Regions from separate parts of the Rattus norvegicus genome. Here region 2 is linked to region 1. A link is a contact called in public Hi-C data. All regions are on one chromosome and are shown on one strand. Each heading gives the region's core, a stretch centred on a gene start, on an enhancer-like site or on the middle of the called end of the contact. The rest is flanking DNA. Distances are from core to core; before and after follow the strand shown. Region 1 has its middle 28 kb from the start of Ypel2. Region 2 holds the start of Gdpd1 (glycerophosphodiester phosphodiesterase domain containing 1).

What was found. A called contact is a pair of places that touch in the nucleus more often than the background predicts.
Region 2: a contact with region 1 is called in a Hi-C map of the A7r5 cell line, with 2.1 times the contacts expected there. The contact joins the promoter of Gdpd1 here to the enhancer-like site in region 1. A contact is called at or near these places in 6 of 12 Hi-C or Micro-C datasets (the A7r5 cell line, the Rat2 cell line, kidney and 2 more).

What each region holds. Positions count from the first base shown.
Region 1 is chr10:72,326,485-72,332,462 of GRCr8, reverse strand. It overlaps a transcript of Gdpd1 not described here. Among named protein-coding and RNA genes, the nearest start is that of Ypel2, 28 kb to the right of the region's middle. Within about 2 kb of position 3,457, at least 4 of the 93 cell types and tissues checked have an H3K27ac peak or open chromatin away from gene starts, as enhancers often do. A contact at or near this core is called in the A7r5 cell line, where this site is marked.
Region 2 is chr10:72,377,324-72,383,301 of GRCr8, reverse strand. Gdpd1 (glycerophosphodiester phosphodiesterase domain containing 1) reads left to right here and starts at 2,159. Exons shown (of 10, transcript NM_001044238.2): 1 at 2,159-2,385. The coding sequence starts at 2,244. It overlaps LOC120095167 (a long non-coding RNA gene), which reads right to left and starts at 1,925. Exons shown (of 2, transcript XR_005490401.2): 1 at 1,757-1,925.

The DNA of each region.
Region 1 (5,978 bases), core at 2,208-4,707:
CTGGCTGTCAGGTCCACTTTGATATGTTAAATAGGCATTTGTCCCAGAGTTTGAGACTTAGCCCAGGAAAGGAATCGAGAGCCAGGAAGGGAAGAGCATGTTTGCTGTGGCAGGGGCATTGGGATGGACCCAGGAATTGATGTCTCCCCAGCATTATATTTTATTGTTGAGCTGCAACACACCCGGGGTGGGGGGGCAACAATAAACTGAGGTTAAAAGATAAAACAAGAATTGTGCAGGCTTTAATCCAGCACTAGGAGGGAGGCACAGGCAGAGGCAGGAGTAGTCCTCTAAGTCAATATGGTAAATTCCAGGCCATCTGAGGTCACACTGTGAGGCCCTGCCTCAATAAATAAATGAACAAACACAAGAGGATAAAATAGCTGAAGGCCGGGGAGAGGTCTCTCTCCTCTCTCTGCTCTTTGGGCACGGTGTTGGAGGCCTGTAATCTCAGTGCCTGGGACGTGAGGCAGAACGATAGTCCCAAGTTTGAGGCCAACTCGATCTAAATTGTGAATTCCAGGCCAGCCAGGACCATTCAGTGACATCTTCTCAAAAAACTGGGACAGTGGTAGCTCAGTGGGTATAGCGCTTGCTGGGCACGCCTGACGACCTGAGTTTGGATCCCTTAGAACCCACATAAAAGCTAGACACGGTAGTGTGAGCACCTGTCATCCATTGTCACCCTACAAGGAGAGAAGAATCCGAAGCAGAAGCCAGAAGCGTGAGGGCCTGCTGGTCTGAGACACCCAGCAGCAGTGAACAAGAGGCCCTGTCTCAAACAAGGTAGAAGGTGGGGTGATACACAGGTCGCCTTGGGCCTGCACATGTGCACTCACAGAAGGGCGAGGAGAAGGGCTTCAGTCCCGTCAGACTGGGACTCCATCCCTAGCATCTCATTTAGCTTTGGTTACCTCTTTAAGGCCCTGGCTCCAAATACAGTGGCTTTATAGAATCGGATGTATGCATTTGATACACAGTTGGGGATAGAAGTTAAAGTCGGGGGAATCTGGGGATTGGTTACTTAAGGACGTAGGTTGAAACTGGAAGGATCTAGGCAAGTTAAGATCTTAGAGCCAACAGCCAGAGATGCTAAAGTCAAAAGGAACAACAGCCAGGGACGGCTAGAGAGTGTCAGGAAGACCTGACAGGCCTTTGCTAGAATGATGGTTAGTCTTCACCATCCATCAGTCTGGATTTGGCATCATTTTGGAGACACACTTCTGGGTACGTCCATGGGGGTGTTTCCAGAGAGGATTGACAGGAGAGAAGACCAACCCTAAAGTGAGTGGCACCTTCCCTGAAGCCTGGTGTCTTAGAATTAAAAAGGGAGCTTGCTAGGCATTCATGACTGGGGACACAATGCAACCAGCTAACTACAGATACAACTTAACCAGCTGTCCGCACTTCCCCCACCATGCCTTCCAACCAGGACGAACTGTATCTCTTAAACCAGGATCCAAAATAAACCCTTCCCTTAAGTCACTTCCTTCATGTAGTTTGCCACAGCAGTAAGTTTTCAATGACCCCTACCTAGAGAGTTCCAAGACTAAGACCAAACAGGCATGTGGGTTCCTGGCAAGGGAGAGATCTTCTCAAGGGTTTGTGTTCAAATGAAGCTTCAAATAGTGAGTTTGACGGGGCTGGAGAGATGGGTCAGCTGTTAAGAGCACTGCTCTTCCAGAGAGCCTGGATTTGATTCACAGCACACACATGGTGGCCTACAACCATCCGCAATTTAACTCCAGTTGCAGGGGATCTTACATCTCTACTTCAGGCATAAGCATACATGCAGGGAAAACGCACATGCAGTTAAAAATAAATCTTAACACACACACACACACACACACACACACACACACACGAGAGGTTGAACCGTGGGGTAGGGTAACTGTGGAAGGGTGGTGAACTGGTGTTCTCTGTAGATGCATCTGTATTAAATACACTGCAGACAGCTGACCTTGGGTGACAGCACACTATGATCGTAGAGAGATGGGAAATTGCAAGGCAAGGGGCTGACTTATCTCGGGTCATCTGAAGACCTTTAGTAGCCACTTAACCTTTGTAACTGATCTGACGGTCTCCTGAACTATGACATAAACTGCTCTTCTTGGTATGTATTACAAGGAGGCCTCTGACCTCTACCAACCCTAAAGCTAACAGTATTGTAACATGACAGCTGTGGGAGAAAGATCCACTTTGTGCTAGCCCTCCTACCTGATGTCCCACCTTGGAATCTAGAAATGTACTGATGCGTAACTGTCCTTTGTTGTGTGACTATAAAGTTCATGTGACCTCACTACAGTGAAATACCTGTCACTCAAGGGAATGAAGCAATGGCCCCCGTCACACGACGAATAAACTGTGTTTGTTTCTATCAAAACAAGATCCCTGAATGTCAAATGTACTTTCTATTCTCTGGTGATTCTTTTTTTTTTTTCCCCTCTGATGATTCTTTAACTTTTTTTTTTATGAGCATTGGTGTTTTGCCTGCATGTATGCCTCTTTGAGAATGTCAGATCCTCTGGCATTGGAGTTACAGAGGTTATGAGCTGTCATGTGAGTGCTGGGAATTGAACCTGGGTCCTCTGGAAGAGTAACCAGTGCTCCCAACTGCTGAGCCATCTCTCCTTTTTTTTTTTTTTTTTTTTTTTTTTTAATGAAGAAAGAGAATCTCAAGATCAAACAAACAAAGCTGGGGATGGCGGTTCACACCCATAATTTCAATATTTGGGACACTGGGGCAGAAGACCTGCCATAGGTTCGAAGGCAACCTGGGCTACACAGTGAGTATGTAGCCTTGGCCACATAGTAAGATCCTATTCCAAAAAAAAAAAAAAAACAAGACCATTAAAAAATTAAACATTATGTGAATCTTATTTTTGTTTGTTTGTTTAGATGGGGTTTCTCTGTGTAGCCCTGGCTGTCCTGGAACTCGTTCTGTAGACCAGGCTGGCCTCAAACGCAGAGATCTGTCTCTGCCTCTTCCCCCCACTCTCCCCACCCCAAGTGCTAGAATTAAAGGCATGTGACACTGTGTCTATCTAAACATCTGTGAATGTAAGTAATTAGAATTGACATGTTAAATCTATTTTCATCTATGTATAAGAATGCTTGCCTGCATGTGCCTGGTGGGCTTGGAGTCAGAAGAGAGCACCATTTCCTTTGAAACTGGAGTTACAGACAGCTGTGAGCCGCTGTGGGAACTGGGAACTGAAACTGAGTCAGCCAGTCAGGACAGCCAGTGCTCTAACCACTGAGTCACTTCTCCAGCCCCATTTGTGTGTGTGTGTGTGTGTGTGTGTGTGTGTGTGTGTGTGTGTGTGTGTGTGTGTGTGTGAGTAAAATGAAAGAAATGCCTTATAGATGGAGACAAAGGGCGATTTGAATCCTACCTTGTCCCACACTCCACTCCGTTTGGGACTATACTTGAGACCAGAGAGAGCGTGAGGTTAGTGACTGTTCTCCCAGGCCTCTCTCTGGATGACTTTGGTCTAATGTCCCGTACCAGAAGGACACTCTTATTTGGAGGCATCCTCGTCTCTGGAAGCCTTCCTTAGGTTCTAGTAACAGGCAACCTTTCTCCACTCTGTGGGTGAGAGCCACTATTCCTGCTTGAGCCTCTTACCCTCCTGGAGGTTCCTCCACACCCACGCAAATGACCTCCGGTTAAACAACTGTCATTATTCCTACTTACTTGCCTGTGCCTTCATTTCCTGCTTGTTCTCCGGACAACTCATCTGGGAAGTTTGCCAAAAGAAATTTCCCTGGACATTTTTCTTGCTCTTTACCTCCACTCCTTTCCCTTCTTGCCCCACCCTCATCTTCTCTCCCAGTCCTTCCCTCCCTTCTCCCTCCTCATCTCTTTCTTCTCTCTGACTCTGTCTCTGTCTTTGTCTCTGTGTGTGTGTGTCTGTCTGTCTGTCTGTCTCTGTCTCTCTCTGTCTCTCTGTCTCTCCCCCTCTCTCCTCCTTTTTGAACATCCACTCATGGAGCCAAGCCTGGCCTTGAACTGATCCTCTCCCTCTATTTCCCAGGAAATGGGGTCACAGGTGTACTCTACCATCCCTGACATTTATAAGGGGGTGGGAATCCAATACAGGGCACAGAGGGGTTGGGTGATGGTTGCTAGTCCAGCATGTGAGAGGCATTAAATTCAATCCTCAGTACTTCCAAACAATCTAAAGAAGGAAAGCAAACAAAATTGGCACCAGACTTGATGAATCCCTGAGCAGGTAAAACCAGTTAGTCTTCCGGCTGCCTAAGTGATCTCAACCTTTTGTGATTTGCAAACAGGGCACACACCTTCAGTCTCAGCATTCAGAAGGAGGGGCAGGTACATCTCTGTGAGTTCAAGGCCAGCCTGGTGTACAGAGTGAGTTCCAGGACAGCCAGGGCTGCACAGAGAAACTGTTCTGAAAAAACAAAAACAAAGCAAAACAATTTAAACAAACAAACAAACAAACAAAAAGGGCAGAAGCAGATACTGTGCCTCATATATATAGCCCTGGCACTCTGGAAGTCTGAAGCAGGAGAATTGCTATGAGTTTGAGGGCAGTCTGGGTTACATGGTGAGTCTGAGGCCAGCATGATCAATTTAGCAATGTTCCTGGTCAGTTTGAGTTACAAAGTAAGATTCTGTCTCTAGGAGATAAAATAGACAGATGTAAGTGTACCTTAAATATGATTTTAAATTAAAAATAAAAATAATAAAGTTTACCAGTAATGAAGCAATAGTTCTTAGTTCTAACATGCTGTTCTCAGTGCACGGCCAATGTTCTTTATAAAAGTTCTTCCCAGCCCTCCCCCTCCAGAGCATCCTCTTCCCTTTTGTTCAGTCACATGACTGACTGTACATCATCATTTTTTTAGGCTGTCAGATTCTGAAATAAACATTTAGAAACCATCTGATTTACAAGGGTTTCCCAATCCTGGGAGGCAGGAAGATGACAAATTCAAAACCAGCTTTACTTGAAGAGGTAATTCAAAGTCAGGTGTGCCTGTGTGAGACCTTGCCTCAAAAAGCCAAAACAAGGGCTGGGGAGACAGCTCAGGAGAGCATCTGAGTTCAATCCCTGGAACTCAAGTAAAAAAACCAAACCCAGGGATATTGGGTCACTCTGTAACCCCAGCATCTGGGAGGCTGAGACAGGAGGACCCCTATTACTAGCTGGCCAGTCAGTCTAGCCTAATTCATAAGCTCCAGGCCAATGAAGAGATCCTGTCTCAAAAAACAAGGTGGGGTCTGGAGAGATGGCACAGCAGTTATTTATCCGTGTGTGTGTGTGTGTGTGTGTGTGTGTGTGTGTGTGTGTGTGTGTGTGTGCATGTGTACATATATGTGCAGATGTGTGTGCTGTACATGCATGTAGAGGCCAGAAAAAGATGCTGGGAGTTTTCCTCTATGAACCCTTTGGGGCAGCCCCGACTCCTTACCTTGGGGCTTATGTTCTAGGACAGGCTAAAAGGCAGCCAGTCCTGGGAATCCTCCTGCTTCTGCCTCCCTGGCAGATACCTTGAGCACATGCTTGTAGTTGCAGTGTTTAAGGAAGTTGCAAGAACACTGCAAGTTCAAGGCCAGCATGAGAAAAATCTCTCTCTCTCTCTCTCTCTCTCTCTCTCACTCTCTCTCTCTCTCTCTCTCTCACTCTCTCTCTCTCTCACACACACACACAATCTTACACATGCAATCTCATATACACATACACACATACACACAATCTCTCATACAATACACACACAATCAACACATAAACACACAATCTCTCACATATGTATACAATCTCTCTCTCTCATACACACACACACACACACACACACAGAGAGAGAGAGAGAGAGAGAGAGAGAGAGAGAGAGAGAGAGAGAGTGTGTTTTAGAGAGAGAGATAACTATGCTGGTTACTTTCTTGTTGCTATGGAAATACCTGATAGGGCTCAGCAGATAAAGCCACCTTGGTGCCAAGGCTGACATCATGGAGG
Region 2 (5,978 bases), core at 910-3,409, 52 kb before region 1:
TCCTGAGTGTGAACCACCATGCCTGTCGATAGACTTATTTTGAATTGGGGCTATTTACGTGTATGACTTTTACCTGCATGTACACATGTAGGTGCACCATGCACATGCTTGGTGACCAAGGAGGTCAGAAGAGGGCATTGGGTTCCAAACAGCAACGGAGGAGGAAGGAAGGAAGGAGGAGGAAAAAGAAAAAGAGAAAGGAAACAAGTGCTCTTAACTGGTTGAGTCATCTTTCTAGCCTCTGGCCTAAGACTCAATACTCAGCCTCAGTCTCTCTAGTATTACAGATGTGTGCTAACAAAAAACTTTGAGTATTAGGCATTGAATTCAGGTCTCAAGTATACCACTGAGTTGTCATCATCCCCACTGTCGTTTGTTCTTTGTATTTGAAGGCAGTCTACCTTGAATTCATTCTGTAACGCAGGCAGAACTAGAATTTGCAATCCTACTGCCTCGGCCTCCAGAGAAGCTGGGATTACAGACCTGTACCCTCAGGCCTGACATGTTAAATACCTATGCTATGAAATAATTTGCTACATGTATAAATCTCACCAATCTATAGTAACTTTTCCCAGCATATGATCATCGCCAATTGTGGTTATGTTATTAATTAGATAAGTGCAAAATAAGTTGAGACCCAATGTAGTGTAATTGATCCTATTTTCCCAGATACATTTTAGAATACTGTGAGGACAGGATTCGATATTTTGGTCTCAATGTATGTGAATTAGTGTTTACCATATTTCTAAAAGCTGCTACTTGACCCAGCCAAAGGGCTCAGTGGGAAAAGGTCTTGCATGGTGAAGGAGAGGACTACCTCCCTTAGGTTGTCCTCTGCCATTACACGGGCACACATATACACACAAAACAAGTAAAAGCATAAAAAAATAAACAATGAGATAGGGTTCCGGGCAGCAACCCTTGCCCTGCAGTTCCAGTTAATCAGGTGGATGAAGCAAGAACTCCTAGGCTTGACCCTAGGAGTTTGAAGCCAGCTTCAGCTGAGTACTGTGATTCAGTTGTTTCCAGTGTTTTGTACTGGGAATTAAACCCCTGGCCTTAAGGGAAGACAGACGCAGTGGAGCTCTAGCCTTGTCGTCATGGTGAGTTCCAGGTCAGCCAAGTAAGACCCTGTCTTCTTAAAGAAGAGAGAGATGGGGGGTGGGGGTGGGGGGCAGGTACTGAGAAAGGGAAGGAGGCACAGAGAGGAAGGGGGAGGGGAGGAAAGGGGAGGAAAAGGGAGAAGCAAAGAAAAGAATCCCAATATTTAGAAGGCAGAGGCAAGCTGATCTCTGTGAATCAGAGGCCAGTATGTGGTCGACACAGTGAGACACCCTGTTTCAATCAACAAAACAAACCCAAATCTTGAACATGCTTGGAAAGGGCTTTACAACTGAGCCACAGCTGCAGCCTTTGTGGTTAATTATTTTGTATAAAATATCTGCAGCTGGGCATGCCTATAATCCCAGCACTCTAGAGGCTGAGGGGGGAGAATCAGGAGTCCAAGGCCTATCCTCTACTACATAGTAAATTCAAGCCCAGACTGGGATACATAAGATCCTATCTCACAAAACCAAGACCCTGTCCCCTTAAAAGGTGGTTCCTACTGTATTTCTAGTTTGTAATGTGCGAGTTGCCAGCCTTTATAGGAAAGGGTTTAGTTGTCAGTTTCCTTATTCATATTTATTTTGTGCTGGGGCTTGAATCCGGTACGATCTACCAACTAGGCTAAGCCTTCTAGCCCTAGGTTTCTTACCCGAACTGTACGTAACGAGTTCGAGGCATCGGTAACAATTCTTTGCTTTTCCCACAGAAGGGACTAGGACCTGCCCCGCGAAATCCTCCTTTGAAGCACATTTCCCAGTTACGCCAGATTTTCCTGAAGGCTTTCCTGGCTTGAGAGCGTTTTCGGGGTAGGGACTGCCAAAACAAAATTAAACAAATAAAACCACTGGCAAGTTTCCAACCTCCTGTCTCAAGCTCTTCTTAGAAGCACCTGCGGGTGGGACCGCAGCAGCCGGACAGCCAACGCTCCGCGCCGCAGCGCGCCTGCGTATCGGAGCCCCTTTGTTGCTCCGGCGCTGGGGTCGGACTGCGCCTGCGTGCTGAGCCCGCAAGAACAAGTGCGCTGCGCCGAGGGCACCGGGTGAGGGCGAGCAGACCTCGAGCAGCCGCCGGCGCCGCTGCCGTTTTTACCATCGCAGCACAGTCCGGGGCTCAGGCCCAGGAGGCGGTGACCAAGGATGTCGTCCACCGCGGCTTTTTGCCTTCTCTCTACTCTGGGAGGGTATTTGGTCACCTCGTTCTTGTTACTTAAATACCCAGCGTTGCTCCACCAGAGAAAGAAACAGCGATTCCTCAGTAGGCACATCTCTCACCGCGGAGGTGAGAGGGGTCCCCAGAAACGGATGGCCGGGGATGGGGGAGGCTTCCTAGCAGGAGGTAGAGGGTGGGGATTCTGGAGAGGCTGAGGAAGAATGTGCTCCTGGAACTGGAGTGCTTCCTCAGACGAGTCGTCCGGAGGGGAGGGAAGGAAAGGGGTCTCGTGTCTCAGTCCTGGTGGGCGTCTCTGGGAAGCTAGGCTTCTGTGAGGAGGAGAAGCGCCTGATGAGAGACAGAAGTGGGGCGTTCCTCAGCCGATGGAAGAAGGATGATACGGAGGTCCCTTCTTGGCAGCCTGGCACAAAGCCGGTGCAGATCCAGGAGATACCGCAGGGGGAAGTAGGAAGAGTGCTTGGAATAGGCTGGTGGCTGAGTCCGTGGGGAAGAGATTGGGCTCCGGCAGAGCTGAGGATGTGCGAGTACCTGGAGCATGCTGAGGAGTCTGCGATGCCTGGTGACCTGGCCCACGCTCCACGCATTTATAACTGAGCTCTGGAGAGAAATGTCTCCAAACCAGGGACGTTTTCCAAGGTCACAGAGCTTGAACTGAAGTGGAACAGGGAACTTGGAGGGTTCGGATTCTGAGGACTCTAAACCTAGCACCTGGGTTTTGGGGGGGGGGGGTTGTTTGTTTGTTTGTTTGTTTTGGTTTTTATTTTGATTTTTGAACAGCACAATTTACCCCAGCAATGGTTAATAGGCTTCTGAAACACAAAAATATGATTTCGCTTATGATCTGTCAGTATTATTATTTTTTTAAAAATAAGTTTCTCTTGCAAAAGTATATTGCGATAAGGGTTGAAGCCAGTCCGGTCTGCCTTCTAATTTCCTAGAACAGGCCATGTCTTCATTTCTCGTTGCTGTTTAATAACGTGTCTTCATTATATTTCAATCTTAAGGTATAAAATATGAAAATTTTCGGTCACTTTAAACTTTTCTTTAGGTTGAATGTGGCACCGGGTTAAAATTGCTCGAAATGTACAGTTCAATGGTAAACTTGTATACTATAAAATTTGTTGGAGTACCACAATGATTTTTGGTTTTAGATTTCTCAAAGATGGGGTCTTGCTATGGCGTGCTGGCTGGTCTGCAAGTCACTATACCAGGCTGGTCGAGAACTCTGCCTCTGCCTTCCCAGCAATGGGACAACTATGCTGGGACCATGACTTCAGTTATGACAGATATGTCATAGAAATAAATGCATGATCATTCTTTTGTACATTGTAATCAGTTAAACACAGTTTCCCACTTTGTGTTTGTTTTCCTTTCAAGACAGGGTTTCTCTGTGTAGCCCTGGCTGTCCTGGGACTCACTCTGTAGATCAGGCCTAAAATTCAGAGATCTGCCTGCCTCTGCCTCCCAAGTGCTGGAATTAAAGGCCTTCACCACCATGTCCAGTTGCTGGTGATTAATATGTCTGCGTATAGGTGTATGGTGGTGTGTTTGCCTGTGAGTGTAGGCACATACATGATACAGAGCCATGTGGGGAGGTCAGAGAACAATATCACATATTGGGCCTTGTGTTTCGCTGTGTTTGAAATGAAGCCTTTTGTTGTTCGTGGCTGGATTCACCAGTAAGCTTGAGCTGGGGGTTGGAGATTCTCCTGTTTGGCCTCCCTTCTACCAGTAGGGGCGCTGGGATTACAAACCAGATGCTGGTTCTACTACTTGTGGCTCCTGCACCAGTTCTGGGGATCTGAACTGATATGATTTATCGATATCTATCCAGTCCAGCCCTTGCCAGTTTGTTTGTTTCTTGTTGTTTTTTTGTTTTTGTTTTTTTACTAGTCTTACTTACTGTGTAACTCAGGCTGGCTCTGAGCAGAACAGTCTTGAATCTGAGATGCTCCTGCCTCAGACTTCCTGAGTGCTGGCATCCCAGGTATTTGTGTCGTCAGTCTTCCCTTTGAAGACTGTTCTTTTGTGGCAGAAGCATGTCGTCATATTTTTGCATTGGTTTTGTAAACAACACACTAACACACTGTATGTCATCATGTATGTGAGGGTGTTAATGGCAGTATAATGGTAGCCAGATAATAACTACAATGTGGATTCATAGACAAAAACACCCGAAAGGTTATAGAAGGAGCTGGACCAATATTGCTTGCCTTCATACCATTTAAATCTAGATCACGGCCCGGGAGATGTGTGGAGGCACCTGTTGCCAGGTCAGGCAACCTGAGTTTGGTCCGAGGGACCCCACATGGTGGGAGAGGAGAGCTGACTCCCACAACTTGTCTGATTTCCATGTACCTGTGTGCACACACACAAAATAATTAATGTTAAAAAAAAATCCTGCGTAAGGATGCAAAATGAAGTGTTTCCTTTTTTTACCCTATCAAAGATGAACTGACCACAAACAATTAGGAAACACTACGTAAAGAAGGGGAAATGAATATAAACTGAAAACATTAGCGGCCTGGGAGATCATCACTCAGCTGGTAAGAGGACCCAAGTTTGATTCCCAGAACCCGTGTAAAAGATGCTGGGTGCAGTGGTCTGCTCATGTACTCCAGTGCTGGACGGGTGGGGACAGACACGTCCCTGGGGCTCTGGCCAGCTGACATAGTCTATGTGGTGTCTTTAAGGCCAGTGAGATATTCCATCTTTAAAAAAAAAAAAGTGTTAGGACTTTAGAAATGACACCTGAGGTTTTCCTCTGCAGACAAATGCCCAGCCATATACATACAATAAAAGTGTACAGTGAGACAATAAATAAAATTAACAGGGCTGTAGCCCTCAAACTGTGGAGGCTGGGGTAGGGAGAATGTAAGTGTGAAGCCATTCTGGTCCATCTGGTGAAATGGCTAAAGAACAAAAACAGTTGAGAGGTATAGGCAGGAATATCAGGAGTTCAAGTTCATCCTTGACTACATAGTGAGTTGGAAGCCACCTTGCGGTACAGAGCAATGATTGGTAAGATGGCTCAGTAGGTGAAGGGGTCAACTGACAATCTGAATTTGACCCCTGGGAGGACTCACATGATATGCCGTTTTTGTCACCTTGATACAAACCTAGACATATATCGGAGGAGAGGATTTCTCTCTCTCTCTCTCTCTCTCTCTCTCTCTCTCTCTCTCTCTCTCTCTCTCTCTCTTTTTTTTTCTTTTTCTTTTTTTTTCCCCGAGGCATGATTTCTCTGTGTAGCCATGGCTGTCATGGAACTCACTCTGTAGACCAGGTTGGCCTTGAAGTCACAGATCTGCGGGTCTCTGCCTTCTGAGTATTAGGACTAAAAGCATGTGCCACCATTGCCTGGCGAGTAGAGGAAATCTTAATCGAGAAAATGCCTGCATCAGATTGCCAATGGGCCAGTCTGTAGGGCACTTTCTTGACTAATGATTGACACGGGAGGGCCCAATCCATTGTGGCCAGTGCCACCCCTGGGCAAGTGGTCCCAGATAGTATGGGAAAGCAGACTAATCAAGCTGTGAGAGACAAGTCAGAAAGCAGTCAGTGTTCCTCCATGACTTCTGCTCCAGTTTCTGCCTTCAGGTTCCTGGCATGCTTGAATTCCTGCCTCGCCTCCTTCAGTAATGGACTCTGATCTAGCAGTGTAGGCTGAAATAAACCCTTTCCTCCTCACACTGCTTTCA